Linked DNA regions of Sus scrofa: regions 1 and 2 are each linked to region 3. The links are chromatin contacts, called in public Hi-C and HiChIP or PLAC-seq maps. All regions are on one chromosome and are shown on one strand. The core of a region is the stretch at or near the end of the contact, and the rest is flanking DNA. Distances in the headings are between cores, read along the strand shown. Region 1 holds the start of POLR2L (DNA-directed RNA polymerases I, II, and III subunit RPABC5). Region 2 holds the start of PNPLA2 (patatin like phospholipase domain containing 2). Region 3 holds the start of IRF7 (interferon regulatory factor 7).

Evidence for each region. Hi-C and Micro-C count contacts between places; a contact is called where the count stands out from the background. HiChIP or PLAC-seq counts read pairs in DNA pulled down with a chosen protein or histone mark.
Region 1: a Hi-C map of liver shows a contact between it and region 3, with 5 times the contacts expected there. The contact joins the promoter of POLR2L here to the promoter of IRF7 in region 3. A contact is called at or near these places in 1 of 47 Hi-C or Micro-C datasets (liver) and 1 of 2 datasets of contacts at active chromatin or transcription factors (alveolar macrophages).
Region 2: a contact with region 3 is called in an H3K27ac HiChIP or PLAC-seq map of alveolar macrophages. The contact joins the promoter of PNPLA2 here to the promoter of IRF7 in region 3. A contact is called at or near these places in 3 of 5 promoter capture datasets (fetal skeletal muscle and liver) and 1 of 2 datasets of contacts at active chromatin or transcription factors (alveolar macrophages).

The regions. Positions count from the first base shown.
Region 1 is chr2:533,129-537,451 of Sscrofa11.1, forward strand. POLR2L (DNA-directed RNA polymerases I, II, and III subunit RPABC5) reads right to left here and starts at 1,428. Exons shown (of 2, transcript XM_003122384.5): 1 at 1-1,428. It overlaps TSPAN4 (tetraspanin-4), which reads left to right. Exons shown (of 9, transcript XM_003122396.5): 2 at 3,557-3,650. All of the region lies in intron 1 of LOC102159969 (lysine-specific demethylase 6B-like), which reads right to left.
Region 2 is chr2:510,941-515,401 of Sscrofa11.1, forward strand. It overlaps PNPLA2 (patatin like phospholipase domain containing 2), which reads left to right and starts at 2,297. Exons shown (of 9, transcript NM_001098605.1): 1 at 2,297-2,483; 2 at 4,253-4,461. The coding sequence starts at 2,297.
Region 3 is chr2:372,611-377,210 of Sscrofa11.1, forward strand. It overlaps IRF7 (interferon regulatory factor 7), which reads right to left and starts at 2,348. Exons shown (of 8, transcript NM_001097428.1): 1 at 2,118-2,348; 2 at 1,871-2,033; 3 at 1,586-1,793; 4 at 1,263-1,321; 5 at 958-1,162; 6 at 120-653; 7 at 1-18. The coding sequence starts at 2,137. CDHR5 (cadherin-related family member 5) reads right to left here. Exons shown (of 15, transcript XM_013989870.2): 15 at 3,839-4,384. The coding sequence ends at 3,935.

The DNA of each region.
Region 1 (4,323 bases), core at 178-2,677, 160 kb after region 3:
GAAGGGCCGTGTACAGTGAGAAGTAGGGAAGCCTCCCTGGAGGAGGTGAGCTTTGGGCCAAGGAGGAGGGCGGATGTGTGCACAGTGGCGCTTGTGACTTAGGGAGCCCTGCGGGCTCTCAGCACCAGCGCTTGTTGGGGTGGGTGGGGCCAAGCTGGCCCCAGGCATCAGCTAACGGTCCGGCTTTCACTGAGGTCCCCAGGGTGCTGGAGAGGCTGGCCAGAGCTGCTGCCCGCCTGGACTTTGTGTCCCCACCTTCGCCCACCCTGCCACGTGCAGAGCCACGTGCAGAGGCCACTTCCCTGCCCACCCCTTCCCAGGCGGGCTGGACGCACATCCTGCCTTGAGTCACAGGGGCCTGGGGTCAGACCCAGGCTCAGCTGCAGAGGCGGCCGCGTCTGCGGAGGTGAGGGAGACGGGGGACCTGGGATGCCAGCTGGCGAGAGCTGGGAGTGGGAGCGGGTGTGGGCAGAAGGCTTCCTGGAGGAGGGGCCGCCTCTCGCCCAGCGGTTGTTTACTCCCAGGGAGGGAGGACAGGGAGCCAAGTGGACATTCCTGGAATTCTGAGAGCTGCGTGTGGACTGGGGGGGCGGTGGCAGCCTCTCTCCAGCGTCCCGATTTCCCAGGAGAGGCCGTGGGGGCGGCCTGGCTGCGTGCGGGCCCCACACTCACGTGCAGAGGCGCCCTGGGGCACTTGCCCCTCCGGCTCCACTCCCCTGGCCCAGGCCTGGCCACACTATACCAGAGGCCCCGCGCGCCTCCGAGGTCAGCCCTGCCCCCTGCTCAGCGGCCCTGGGTGGCTCTGTCCTTCTGTGTGTGCCGCGGGGAGCAGGCCGGAGTGGGCAGGAACAGGAGGGGTAGGGAGGGAGAGCTGCGCTCACATGCGGTTTGGAACCCGTGAGCCTGTTTCCTGCTGGAGAAGGGTCACTTCGGGGCAGGCGGGGCACAGGGGAATTGGGCACTGAGGTTTATGCTGAGACCCTTGGCCCCGAGTGTTGTCCTGGAAACAGGCTGGCCTCGGGGACAGCGCTGTCCCCAGGAGTCAGCTGACGGGCCCCCTGGTCCTGCTTCGCAGCCTCTGCTTCCCCCGTCTGTGCAGTGTGGGTGGAGCAGAAGCTGCCCGGCTGGAGGGCCCCGATCCTGGCTGTGTAGGCCTGGGGTCCTGGGCTCAGCGCCGAGTCCCCAAAGCTTTGGGTACACTTGTGCTCACAGGGGGCCACACGAGTGTGCTCAGACCCTGACCCAGGCTCAGAGGGATCGCCCACCTGCTGCGCCCAGAACAGCCCTCTCTGCCACAGGGGCTGGGGCGTCTGGAGTGGTGGCGTTTGCAGGTGAGCCTGAGGCTTGGCCTAACCTCCCGACCCTGTGGGCAAGCCTGAGCTCCTGGTCTTTGGGGGTGCAATTCGATTCGCCGCCTGGCCCCACGTGGGGCTCCATGAGGGCCCTGGGTGCAGTGGGCTGTCAGTGCCTGGGGGTTGCGCATATGCGGTGGGCATCTGAGAAGGATGCTCCTAGGGCCTGTGGGGGGTGGGAGGAGGGGAGGGTTGGGGGGAGGCCCTGAGCCTGGGGTTGGCCTCGGTGGGCCAGGAAAAAACTCGGGGCCCCTTGGGGGCCTCTTCCATGGGGACCCCTCCCCTGGGGTTGTGTCGGGCAGTGGCTCCTCCCAGGCTCGGGGTGTGGAGGCCAAGCCGGCGAGTGCCTGCCCCTCCCCCAGGTGGGGGCCTGGGTGGGCCTGGGGCCTGCGGGGCTGAAGCAGCAGCAGGAAGGCCGACACCACAGGCCTGTTTGTGTTGGCGGGGCCTCCTGGCTCCTCAAAGCCGTCCTGGAGCCGGGGGCCCCGGGTGGGCGGGCCTGCTCTGCTCTCCACTCTGAGCTGCCCTGCTGGGGTTGCCGCTCTGCCGCTGCGGCTCAGGGCGGCCGTGCCACTGGGAACCGCCGTCTGCCCCGGGCCCCCAGGTCCACGTGGGCAAGCTCTGTGCCGGCGTCGGAGGAGCTCTCTTTGCGTGGGACCTTGGTCTGGCCAGGTGGGTGCTCACGCTACCCCAGGGCCCCCACCTGCCTCCACCCCGGCCCCTGGAGGGTGCTCTTTCAGCCCTGTCCCCGTGGCCTGTGTGCGTGCCATCCCCGGGACGCAGGCATCCTCCAGAGCACACACCTTGTCCTCAAAGGCAGCACAGAGCAGGGAGTGGGGTAGGAAGGCTTCCTGGAGGAGGAGGCTGGGCCTGGGGGAGTGAGAGAACTGGTGCCATCCGGGCCTGCACCCATGCCCTGACTGCAGGCTCATATCTGGGTGGCCTAAGATGGGGTGGGGGCCCAAAGGTGGGGAGGTCACTCAGGGAGGGTGGGGGGCTGCCTTGGTGGTGGGGGCTGGGAGTGGGGACAGCCGGCGGTGTTGGCCATGGGTCTGCTTCACACGAGGGGGCCCAGGAGGGCTGGCAGCCCTGGGGGGTGTGGTGGAGCTGCCCCAGGGCCTGAGCCAGAGGCCGGCCTGACGCCCAGGGCACACAGACAGCCCCAGGCCCACACGGGAGTGGGGCTGTGATGGGTGTGTTTTCGCCTTTGCGGGCTGCCGGGGGCTCTGGCCCCTCAGCTCCTGGGGATTCATCAAAGAACGTGGGCAGCCGTGTCCCTCCCGCTCCCCGCCCTTGGTCCCCCCTCAGGATGCTTCATCCCCAGCATGGCAGGCGCTGAGGGCTGGGGTCCCAGGGGCCCTGGGCCCAGGTGCCACCTCTCCCCACCACGGTGGGTGCTGCTCAGCCCTGGAAGTGGGGTTCAGAGGGGACAGGTCTCAGGCTGCCAGGGCCTCCTGGGCTCTGGGGCTTCACGTCTGCCCCAGGTGTGGGTTTCAGTGGCCTGGCTGGCAGAGGGCCACCCACAAGGGGGTGGACGTGCACAGGTGCCAGTGTGGGGCTGGAGCCTCTGCCGAACGCTCCTGCCCTCGGGCTGCTGGAGGACCACCTGCCCCAGCCCCCAGGAGCCCCGGGGCTGAGGGTGAGGTGTGGGGAGCGTGGCTAGGATGCCTTCAGAACCCGCGTGAGCCTGCGGTCCCCTCCCTGCGACCCTGGGCCGGTGGGGAGGACAGGATTCCCCTGTGCGCGCCGATGGGGGATTGATGGGCTCCTGATGGGCTCCGTGGGGAGACCCCGAGGCTGGTGGCTCAGGGCATCTGTCTGCCAGGGGCGGGGTACGGGGTGCCTTGGGGAAGTCTCAGGGGTCTGGGACCTCTGGGGGCTGGACAGCCCTCAGTCTGCGTGTCCCCGTCTCTGAACACGTGTGTTCTCTGCGTGCATGTCCCCGCTTGGGCACCCTTGTGTCGGCCTGGGTGTCTCAGGAGGCCAAGTGACCGGAGGGTGGGGTGCAGCCTCCTACCCTGACTGGGTCACTGGTTGGTGCTCTGATCCTGAGTCTAGGCCACAACCTCCTGTCCCCCAGCTGCCCCCAGCCCCAGTGAGGACTGGGTCCTGAGCGGAGGGCCTGTCCTCAGCCCTGCAGAACCTCCTCCGAGGCTGCAAACCAGGTGCCCCAGGCCTCCATTCTGCCCGTCCTTCCTCCACAGAGCTCTTGCTTCGGCCTCGCTGACTGCTCACCTGCCGGCCGGCCAGCCTTCCAGGCCCCAGGCACAGCCTGCCTTCCTTCCTAGGGAAGCCCAGGTATGTCCCGGGCCCGGTGGGGTGGTGGGGGCGGCCCTGGGCTGCCTCCTGCTCTCGCTCACGCCTGGCCTAAGGGTCCTGCGGGCTGGATGCTCTCCTGGGCCCAGGCCAGCCCGAGGCCGAGCCAACCAGATGTCACCGTCTCAGCGTGTCTCACAGGTCCCACTGCTGGAGGAAGGGCTGGACTCTGGGGATGGGGCCCCGGGGGCCCGGGGGCTGGAAGCGCCTCCCCAGGCAGCCTAGATGCGCCATCCTGGCCCTGGAGGCCGTGGTTGAATTTTCTGGTTTCATCTCAGCTCAGCCCCACCGGCTCACCAGGTTTCAGAGATGGGAGAAGGGCTGGTGGGCGCTCTGGGGGCTTTGGCATGGCATTGGCTGAGCGAGGCGGGGGAGGGCATCCTGAGTGCTGAGCCCGGTGTGGAATCCAGGCCACCTCCCATCTGCCCCTCCCGCCCCTCCCACCCTGGGAGCTGGGCCGGGGAGACACACGTGCCTTGGGTCCTCCTTTGCCCACGTGTGCCTGCGCGTGTGTGCCAAGCACACTCCTCTGTGCACTGGGACTCTCAGCGCCCCCAGTGCCCATCCCTGGCCAAGGGAAAGGTGGCCAGAGGCTGCCGAGGGTCACCAGCCACCACCTGCTTCCTGGGCAGAGCTGTGGACAGTGGTGTCTCTC
Region 2 (4,461 bases), core at 1,047-3,546, 140 kb after region 3:
TGGGGTGAAAGGAGGGGGCAGGTCCTCCCACCCCAGCCAGGATTCCAGGAAGGGCTGCCCTGTTCCTGGCTCCGGAGCACACAGTCCCAGGAGGGAGGGACGTCCCCAAAACAGTTCAGCCAGGGTACAGAAACTGGAGCAGAGGTCCTCCACTGGAACAGCGTTGCCCTCCCAGGCCTCGCAGTCCCTGGAAGCAGGGAGGGGACCCTGGCCTCTCCTTGAGTGGGTAAGGGGCGGGTCTTCTTAGGTTCCTGGCTCCTTTTTTTTTTTTTTTTTTTGTCTTTGCCTCTTCTAGGGCTGCTCCCACCTCACATGGAGGTTCCCAGGCTAGGGGTCTAATTGGAGCTGTAGCCACCGGCCTACGCCAGAGCCGCAGCCACTCGGGATCCGAGCTGCATCTGCAACCTACGCCACAGATCACGGCAATGCCGGATCCTTAACCCGCTGAGCAAAGCCAGGGATGGAACTGCAACCTCATTGTTCCTAGTCGGATTGTTAACCGCTGAGCCACAATGGGAACTCCACCCGGCTCTTCCTCGAGGCTCCCTGGTGACTCCCTGGACTTGGAGGGGGGCCTTGGGCATCTGCTCCACCCCCACTGTGTCAACACCCCTGTTCCCTGCTGCCTCCAGCAGCCTTCCCAAGCGCTCAGTCACCTTGGCGGGCCGCTCCCACTGTACAGCACCTCCATCCAAAGCATCTGGGGATTCTAAGTCAAATTCCTTGCCGGGCCTGCCTTCCCCTTTCCCAGCACCCAGGCCCAAGCCCCCCTCTCCTCAGTTCTCCCACCTGTGTCCGGTTGCAGGGGTGGCCCCGTGCCCTTTCCAGGACAACCGGGAACACTACTCGGTCTTTCTCTGATTTCTCTCCCACTGCCCCACCCCGCCCCGAGGGAGGGCCCGGTTTGTCTTGATCTTGTTCACTCTTGGTCCCGTACCAGGCACGCTGGGTGCTAAGTGTGGGTGGCTTAGAGCACAGAGACTGAGTGCCGCCTGGCATGACCTCAGACCACCCTGTTCTGGGGAGGTCCTGCTCTGGTTTCTGGGCCTGGATGGGGGGCAGCCCCAAGCTGCAGCCCTGGCACAGCTGGGTCCTGAGCCTCCTGTGGCACGTGCGCTGCTGGGTAGACAGACCAGCTCCCCACTAACCCAGCGGAGACAAGCCCCTTGCTTGGGGGGCGGGGTAGGGCGCAGAGCTGGCCCAAGGATCCAAGTGAGGCTAGGACTGCCCCACAGTCCAGGAGGAACATGCGGTGGGGAGGGTGACAGCACTGGGAGGCCTCCAGCTGCCGGGCCATTAGTGCTGGAAGGGCAAGGTCTGAGTCGGCCCCTCCTAGACCCCACAGCCGGAGGAGGAGCTGGGGTGGGAGGCAAGAGCAACCCAGGTTGGTGCCCAGGTAGAAGGGCTGTGGCACTAACCTGGCTGCCACAGGCAGAGCAAGGCGGGGACGTCGAGTGTAGGTGTGTGGCGCCATCGTCATCTCTACAAGTTGCATGTGTGATTCGAGTGCCGCCCTGTATGTTTCTGGGTCAGTCTGTGGATGAGTCTGAGGGTCCTCAGTCTCCCCGGACCCCCCAACCCCGCAAGGCTCCTCACTCCCTGGGTGGGTGTTGTAGGCAGACCCTTAGAGGGAGGGGGCGGTGCTGTCCAGGTGCCGGGGCCCTCCTCTCGCGGTTAGCCAGCTTGGCACTAGCTCTCAGTCCCTCAGACTGGGTGTCCAGGGCCTGGGCCCGCCAATCGTCACAGCTCTGCCATCGTGTGTTCCCTTCCGTCGTCCACGACGGCGGGAGCCAAGGCGGGAAGGGACGGCACTGGGAGGCCTGAGGCGTAACGTAAACTCTCGTCTGAGCCTGGCCAATTCTTTTGGTGGGGCCGCAGGTGCCCCGTCTCCGGACCCAGTGGCCCGGGCAGGGGCGGGAGGGGCCGGGGGCAGCATCTCTGAGCGGAGCTAGGCTTCCGGGGTGGGGCGTGGTCTCCGGGCCGAGGTCCGGCCAGGGGCGGAGCCTTGGGGCCGGGGGCGGGGCTCCAGGGCCCCCGCCGAGGCGCGGCCGTTCCCCGCGCGCCCCGATTGGGCCGCGCGTGTCGGCTCCGCCCCGCCCCCCTCTAAAATCACCGCCTCCCGGCGCAGCGTCTCCGACTGCGCCGGCGGAGACCGGGAGCCAGAGAGACCGCGGGGCCGGAGAGACCGCGGGGCCGGTGGGCCGGGTCTGGCTTCGGCTCCAGAGCGAGCGGCGAGCGCACGGTGCACAGCGGGGCCGGCCGCCTGCGGAGCCCCGGAGGCCCGCGGGCTGCCGCGATGTTCCCCAAAGAGACGACGTGGAACATCTCGTTCGCGGGTTGCGGCTTCCTCGGCGTCTACCACGTCGGCGTGGCCTCCTGTCTCCGCGAGCACGCGCCCTTCCTAGTGGCCAACGCCAAGCACATCTACGGCGCCTCGGCTGGGGCGCTCGTGGCCACGGCCCTGGTTACCGGGGTCTGCCTGGGTGAGTCGGGACGGCGGGGGCGTGGGGCGGGCAGAGGCCGCGCGGATGCTTTTGTGAGCGTGGACCGCCCCCCATCCGTCCGTACAGGACAACGGGCCGGGCCGCGGGGGCTGCGGGAAGGGTCTCTGCCCGGGCCGAGGATCCAATCGCCGGAGCCGGCCAGGGGCGGGGCCTGACTTGTTTTGCTTCGAGAGTGCCCCGGGATTGGGGTAGGGCCGGCCCTCTCTCGGCCGAGACTGCCGCCTAGGGCCCACCTCTCTAGTGCAAAGGTTGAGGGGCGGGCAGGTTCAGCACAAGCGATTTCATTGGAAAAGAAAGTAGCTCCTGGGCGGGGCCGTGAGAGTCCGGGAGGGGCCCAGGTCGTCCTCCTGCGCCGGGCATCAGACCGGGTGCCAGCGGTCACTGTGTCCAAAGGCTACGCCATTCCAGGATGCCGAGGCCCCGCAGTCGGGTGTGGGGTTGGCCTCTGCAGAGGCGTCTGGGCACTGTGGCCTGGTGCCTCGCGAGGGCCCCTAGAGGAAGAGCCAGCAGGTCAGGCCTGGGCACGGCAGGCGCAAGCGCTCACGCTCTCTCCCTCCTTGCCCACGGCCACTCTGGGCCTGGGCCTGCAGCCGTGGCCCGGCATTTTTGCCTGCTCCGTGGGGTGAGAGGTGCTTTAGGACGTTGCAACCCTGGGGTCGGCTTCCTCCACCCACACACTTCCGGCAAGCTGCTGACGGTGGTGTTTACAGCACACGGAGTATTTCAGGAGTCCTGGGAATGCTGCCCGGCCCCCAGCCTGCTAGGGCAGCCAAAGTGACAGAGGAGTCATTAGCTTCTGGAATGCCTCGCCCAGCCGAGCCGTCCAGGGTTCTCCCCTGCCCCCTGCCGTGACCGCGGCCCTGGGTGGGGGGGAAGGAGCATAGCTCAACATCCGTGGTACCTGGGAATTCGCCACTGTGGGCCTGCCCCTTCCTCTCATGGAGGCCCTCAGGCAAGTGTTTGTCTAACCCCATGCTGGCCTCAGCACACCCTAGGTCCTTGGTACCCAGTTGAGGACATTGCTCCCATGGCTCCGCCCCTTCCCACTCCCAAGGAACCTCTTTCTCTCGAGTGGGAGGGGTTTTGGGGCAGCTGGAGCTCCCACAGCGGGGCAGGTGTTGGCCCCACGCTGCCCCACTCCTGAGCCAGCTGAGAGTCCTGGAGGAGGGCGCTGTCCTCAGCTCCTCCTCAAGGCCCACCGGCTCCCCCTTGGGCTTCGTCCTGGGCTAGTGCCCACGGGCCCCCAGAAGGAGTTTCGGGGAGCAGCCTGCTCTCAGCTGCAGTGGGATCCAGTCGTGCTTTCCGTGGCATCAGAGGCCTGCGATGCCCACCCTTGTGTCCCTGGGCCTTTGGGACCACTGAGCTGCACTGGGGTCTCTGAATGTCCATCCGACCAAGGGGGTGAAGGCTGAGGCTGGTCAGGGCTGAGGCTCTTCTTCTACGCTTCCAGGGTGGGCTGGGTGCCACGTCTGGCCAGGCCCAGTGCCTTGTGGATCAGGGCAGGCAGTTGGGAAATACTGGCAGAGGGCAGGCCGTGGCCCCAGCTGTCTGCCCTTCTGGGAGCCCCTCTCTCCCCAGGAGCCAGGGGCAAAAGTCTCAGTTGTGGGCCAGGCCCCTGGCAGACACTGAGAACCGTCGGGGTAGATAGGGTTGCTGCGAGGCTCTGTGCCGTAGAGCCAGGACACGGCCCCTGGGGAGTGTGCTGCGCCCCAAGTGCCGACCCCTGAATCGTGGCCCTGCCGCTCCAGGTGATACTGGCGCCAGCATCATCGAGGTGTCGAAGGAGGCCCGGAAGCGGTTCTTGGGCCCACTGCACCCCTCCTTCAACCTGGTGAAGACCATCCGTGGCTGCCTGGTGAAAATCCTGCCCGCCGACAGCCACGAGCGGGCCAGCGGCCGCCTGGGCATCTCCCTGACCCGCGTCTCCGACGGCGAAAATGTCATCATAACCCGCTTC
Region 3 (4,600 bases), core at 1,098-3,597:
CCCGGAACTCCATCAACTCTGCAGGACAGGGCTCTGGTGAGCGGGAGGAGGGGCAGGGGCCAGGAGCGCCCCCCCCCCCCCCCCCGCAGCCCCGGGGCAGGTGCAGGTGCGTCACTGACCTTGGAAGAAGGTGCCGAAGTCGAAGATGGGGGTGTCGCAGTCTCGGGGCAGCAGGCAGGCGGGGGTGGAGGGGCTGCCAGAGCCCAGGGGCCCTCCCACCTCCCAGTAGACTTTGCACTTGCCCAGGCGCCGGGCCCACAGCTTGGGTCCCCGGAACTCCAGCTGCAGGCCGGGGGCCACGTGCTGCAGCAGCTTCTCTGTGTAGTGGAGCTGCTTCTGGTCAGGCAGCTCAGCGGGGCTGGGGAAGGCTACCTGCTGGGGCTCTGCAGCCGCGCCAGCCGGGCCCGGAGACCCGTACAGGAGCACACAGCTGGGGCCCCCCACCATCTCCTGCAGCACCGTTCGACCTTTGTACATGATGGTCAAGTCCAGAGCCTCCAAGCTGGGCCCTGCGTGCAGACCGAGCTGTGAGCAGCTGGGACTGGCCGCGCCCCGCTCGCCTGCCATCCGCGTGCAGACACGGGGGTAGAGTGTGGTGCAGGGCTCCGCCTCTTGGGGCTTCCAGGGCACCGGGGCTGGGAGTGGGCCTGCATCTGGAGAGGAAGGCCTGAGTTGGCTCCTGGTCCCCCAGCTCCTCTCCCTTCCACGTGTCACTTGGCTCGCCTCACCTTGTCATCTGGGCCTGGGGCTGTGGCCCAAGGCTGGGGGCCACCTTCCCTGCCAGTGGCAGGTACAGTTTCTAAGCAGGGAGCTCTGGACCTGAGGAGGCTCGGCTATTCGGGCCCACCTGTGGTCAGCCCATCCCTACTGGGGGCAACCCCCCCCCAGGGGTCCTGCTGTCCTGCCTGTCCCTCCCCTTGGCCCAGAACCCTGCAGGGCAGAGCAGCCGTCTCTCACATGGAACCTCGGGGGGGGTCAGATCCACGCCCCATGCAGCTTCCAGCAGATGGTCCTCCATGCAGCTCTGCTGCAGAGCCTGGAGCAGGAGGTCCCCACCATCTCCAGCTGGGCTTGGGGTGCAGGGTTCAGGGCTCGGCCTGGCCAGCTCGTGCCTCAGCCTCTCACCAGTATGTGCTGCCAGGCGCGGCCCGGGAAGCTCACCCTGCGGAGAAGACAGTGTGCCGGCATCAGTGAGCAGCTCCCCAGCCCCAGTGAGAAGTGGCAGCCCCAACCCGGGAGCAAGGAGGGCTGAGTGGCCTTACCCTTGGGGGTGGGGCATCCTCGAGGGCCTCCTCTTCCCCCGGGTTGAAGCCTGGGCCTTCTGGGAGAGAATTAGGTTTAAGGGGACATGGGGATCTGAGACTGGACTGGGTCACCCAGGGGTGAACCCCTGGGCAGCTCCTCCCCTTCACCAGTCCCCAGAGGCCCGTCTGGGGCCTCCCGGCCATCCCCTACCCCACCTTCCCCCAACAGTCTGGCCCCAGCCTCTCCCACGCCAGTTTCTAAAAGGGGAAATCTAACCCAGCAGCGGCTTGCTCCGCGGCACAGCCCTCCCTGCAGGCAGCCCTCCCCTGGCCTTCCTCACCTCCGCACCCCAGCTCGGGGTTGATCATATACACCTTATGAGGGTCAGTGGGGTCCCCTGAGTTGTCCTGCAACATCACGAAGCGCCGCGTGCTGTGCAGGGCACAGCGGAAGTTGGTTTTCCAGGAGGCGCGGAGGGCACCCTCCGGGATCGGCTGCGCACCTTCGCTGCTGCGGGGCGGCCACCTGCCGCGGGCCACGGCCCAGGCCTGGGGAGGGATGGAATGGAGTACGGGCCTGGACCTGGGCCGGTCCCCCCGCACTCCAGGCGGGGCTGGGGTCCCACCTTAAAGATGCGCGAGTCGGACTCGCCCAGGTCCTTTCGGGCGAAGTGCTTCCAGGGCACGCGGAACCGTGTTCTGGCTTCATCCAGCCATCGCAGCCCTGCGTAACGGCCGCTGCTGACTTCGCCCAGAAGCCAGTCTCCGAAGAGCACGCGTGGGCACCCCCTGCGGGCAGAGCAGCGGGCGTCAGGGCACGCGCGGACCGCGAGGTGCTTGGGGTTGGCACCGGGTAGGGCTGCGGGCTGTCACCTGTCAGGAGCCGCGGCCATTGCTCCCTCTGCAAGGACTGGGCGTGGAGACACTGGCTTGGCCTCCGCGGCGAGAGCTCTGACCACGGGGGCAGGCAGGTGTTAACCGCAGGTGAGAGGAGAGCTGCGCGTGTGTCACCACACACCACAGGTAGTGAGTGTGGCCAGGTGTCACGGGTGTTGGGGTCACAGATGGGGGTTGAGGGCTCTGGCCACGACGTTGCCCAGGTGAGTCTTGGCCAAGGCGGCGATGGGCGTGACTGCAGACGTGGAGGGCGGGCGCACAGGGGCCACAGGTGTCGAGCTGGCGCCCGGGATGGGCCCTGCGGGGGCGCGACGACCGCAAGGAAACGAAACCGCGTGTCGCAGGAAAACGAAACCTAACCAGCTGGGCCGCGGGGCGGCCGGCGCCCCCTCCCTGCCCCGCCCGCCCGGCTCGTCCTCGGCAACCGCGACCTCTGCCTCCAGGTTCCCCAATTCCGGACCCGTGCCCCTCCCCCCGCAGTCACCCGCGCTGCCCGCCCCCTGCTGGTCACTGCTCTGCGAAGCGAACCCGGGATCCGACGTGGCCGTCCCTGCCCCTCTCGCTCCGCGTAGGTTGGGGGTCCCCAGTACCTGAACCGGGAGCTGCCGGGGCAGGAAGTTTCGTCTCCCCGGGGGCTCGGGAGCGAGCGACTTTATGGGGCCGGGGCGGGGGCGGGGCCGCCGGAGAAGTCACGTGCTCCGGGGCGGGGCGACTCGGGGGTTGGGGCGGCGGGGGCGGGGCGGGCGACTCGGGGGCCCCGCCGCTACTCTGCTCGCCCAGCGGCGCCGCGGAGTGGGGCGCCGGCGGCAGCCGCGGCAGCGGCAGTGGGACGAGCTGGGGGCGCCAGGAGCAGAAACAGGAGCGGGCTCGTGTGACGGGGGTGTGGGAGGAGCTGCAGCTGTGCTCACTGAATTCTTTCCAGTGCGAGTTGTTGAGACAAGAACACCCAAATTCTGCCGAGATTAAAACATGCGGAACGCAGAGCAGTTTTATGAGGAAAAAAGCCAGTGACCCATGAGGGGTGTGGTGGCAGTTGGGGCGGAAGTCCTGCCTGACGTCCATCCCTGAGGAAGCCAGTAGAGGGGGCTCTGTCCCCACTGAGTCAGGCTGGGTGGCCCCACGATCTCTGTCTCCTGCACCCACTGGCCACTCCTGTCACCCCAGGCCGATGGCCTGCAGGCTACTGTCGCTCTGGGCCACCCATGGCCCTATCTCTGGTTGCAGTCCAGCCACCTGGACCAGGTGTCCCTGAGGGCACCCCAGGGTGTTTATTGCCCACACTGTGGCCACAGGAGCCCGAGGTGTGACCCCTGGAAGGTCCCCAGGACCGTGCTCCCCTAGATGAGTGCTCCTGGGAACAGCTCCTGGCTCCTCAGCCTCCCCCAGGCCAAGAATCTCCATGCTGGGTCGGTTGGGAGGGAGATCCCAGCGCACGCCCCCCCCCCCCCCAGGGCCGTGGTTAGACCAGGAGAGGAACTTTCTGGCCACCAGCTGGCACCAAGCCTGGGAAGCCCCACGAGCACAGCAGGTGGTTTACGGGAAATGGTGCCCAGGGTTCTGCACAGGGCGTGAGCCTGCCCAACCCTCTCTGCCCCTCGGGCCACCAGGAGGACTCCCGCGGGGCAGGGGCAGAGGGGCCACGTCCCCACCACCCGCCACCCGCAGCCCCCTGGGCAGACCCCACGTAGGCCCGCAGATCCCACAATGTCACTTTATTCTGGGCAATGGAGTTGGGGAGAGGGGCCGAGCCGATTGTCGGCGTCCGGACTCGCTGGGGCCGCGGGGAAGCAGCGCTAGAAGTAGATGGAGTCAGTGCCCGGGGCGTCCTGGCCACGGCCGCCCGGGCCCGCGTCTGCACCCTCGTCGCCACCGCCCTCGCTGCCCGAGTCGCCGGCGCCATCCACCTCCGAGCCTGGCGTGTTGAGGACCACCACGTCGGCCTCAGCCCCAATGTCCTCCCCGAACCACACAGCCTTGTAGCCGCCCTCAGGCCGCCGCTCCTTGGTCAGGATGGACCTCACGGCTGCCGGGCTGCCCCCATCCGGGGCTACCGCAGGGGACTCAGGGACACGGTGAGAGGGCGCGGGGCTGTGGGGCGAAGGCTCTTGGGGCTCAGCATCTGGGGGTGCGGGCTTTGGGGGTGCTGGCGGGGCAGGGCTGGGTGGGGGACTAGGGGCGGGCTCCCAGTTGGCCTCATCTTTGGTGAGGAAAGCCTTGTTGTCAAAGCCTTGGGGCTGGGGCTCCTGGGGGCAGGGGCGGGTGGGAGGCAGCCATCAGCCAGAGCCCAGCGGGCTCAGACCAGCCCGGCCGTCCCCCGAGGCGGTCCCTCGTCCCTCCCTCCGCTCTCTGCCTCTCTCTGCTCCCCCCCCACTGTTTGGGCCATGGTGTCTGCGCCCCATCACCTTCACCCGGTTTCCATCTGCTCCACCGACCCCTGGTCGCGCTGCCTCCCTCTCGGT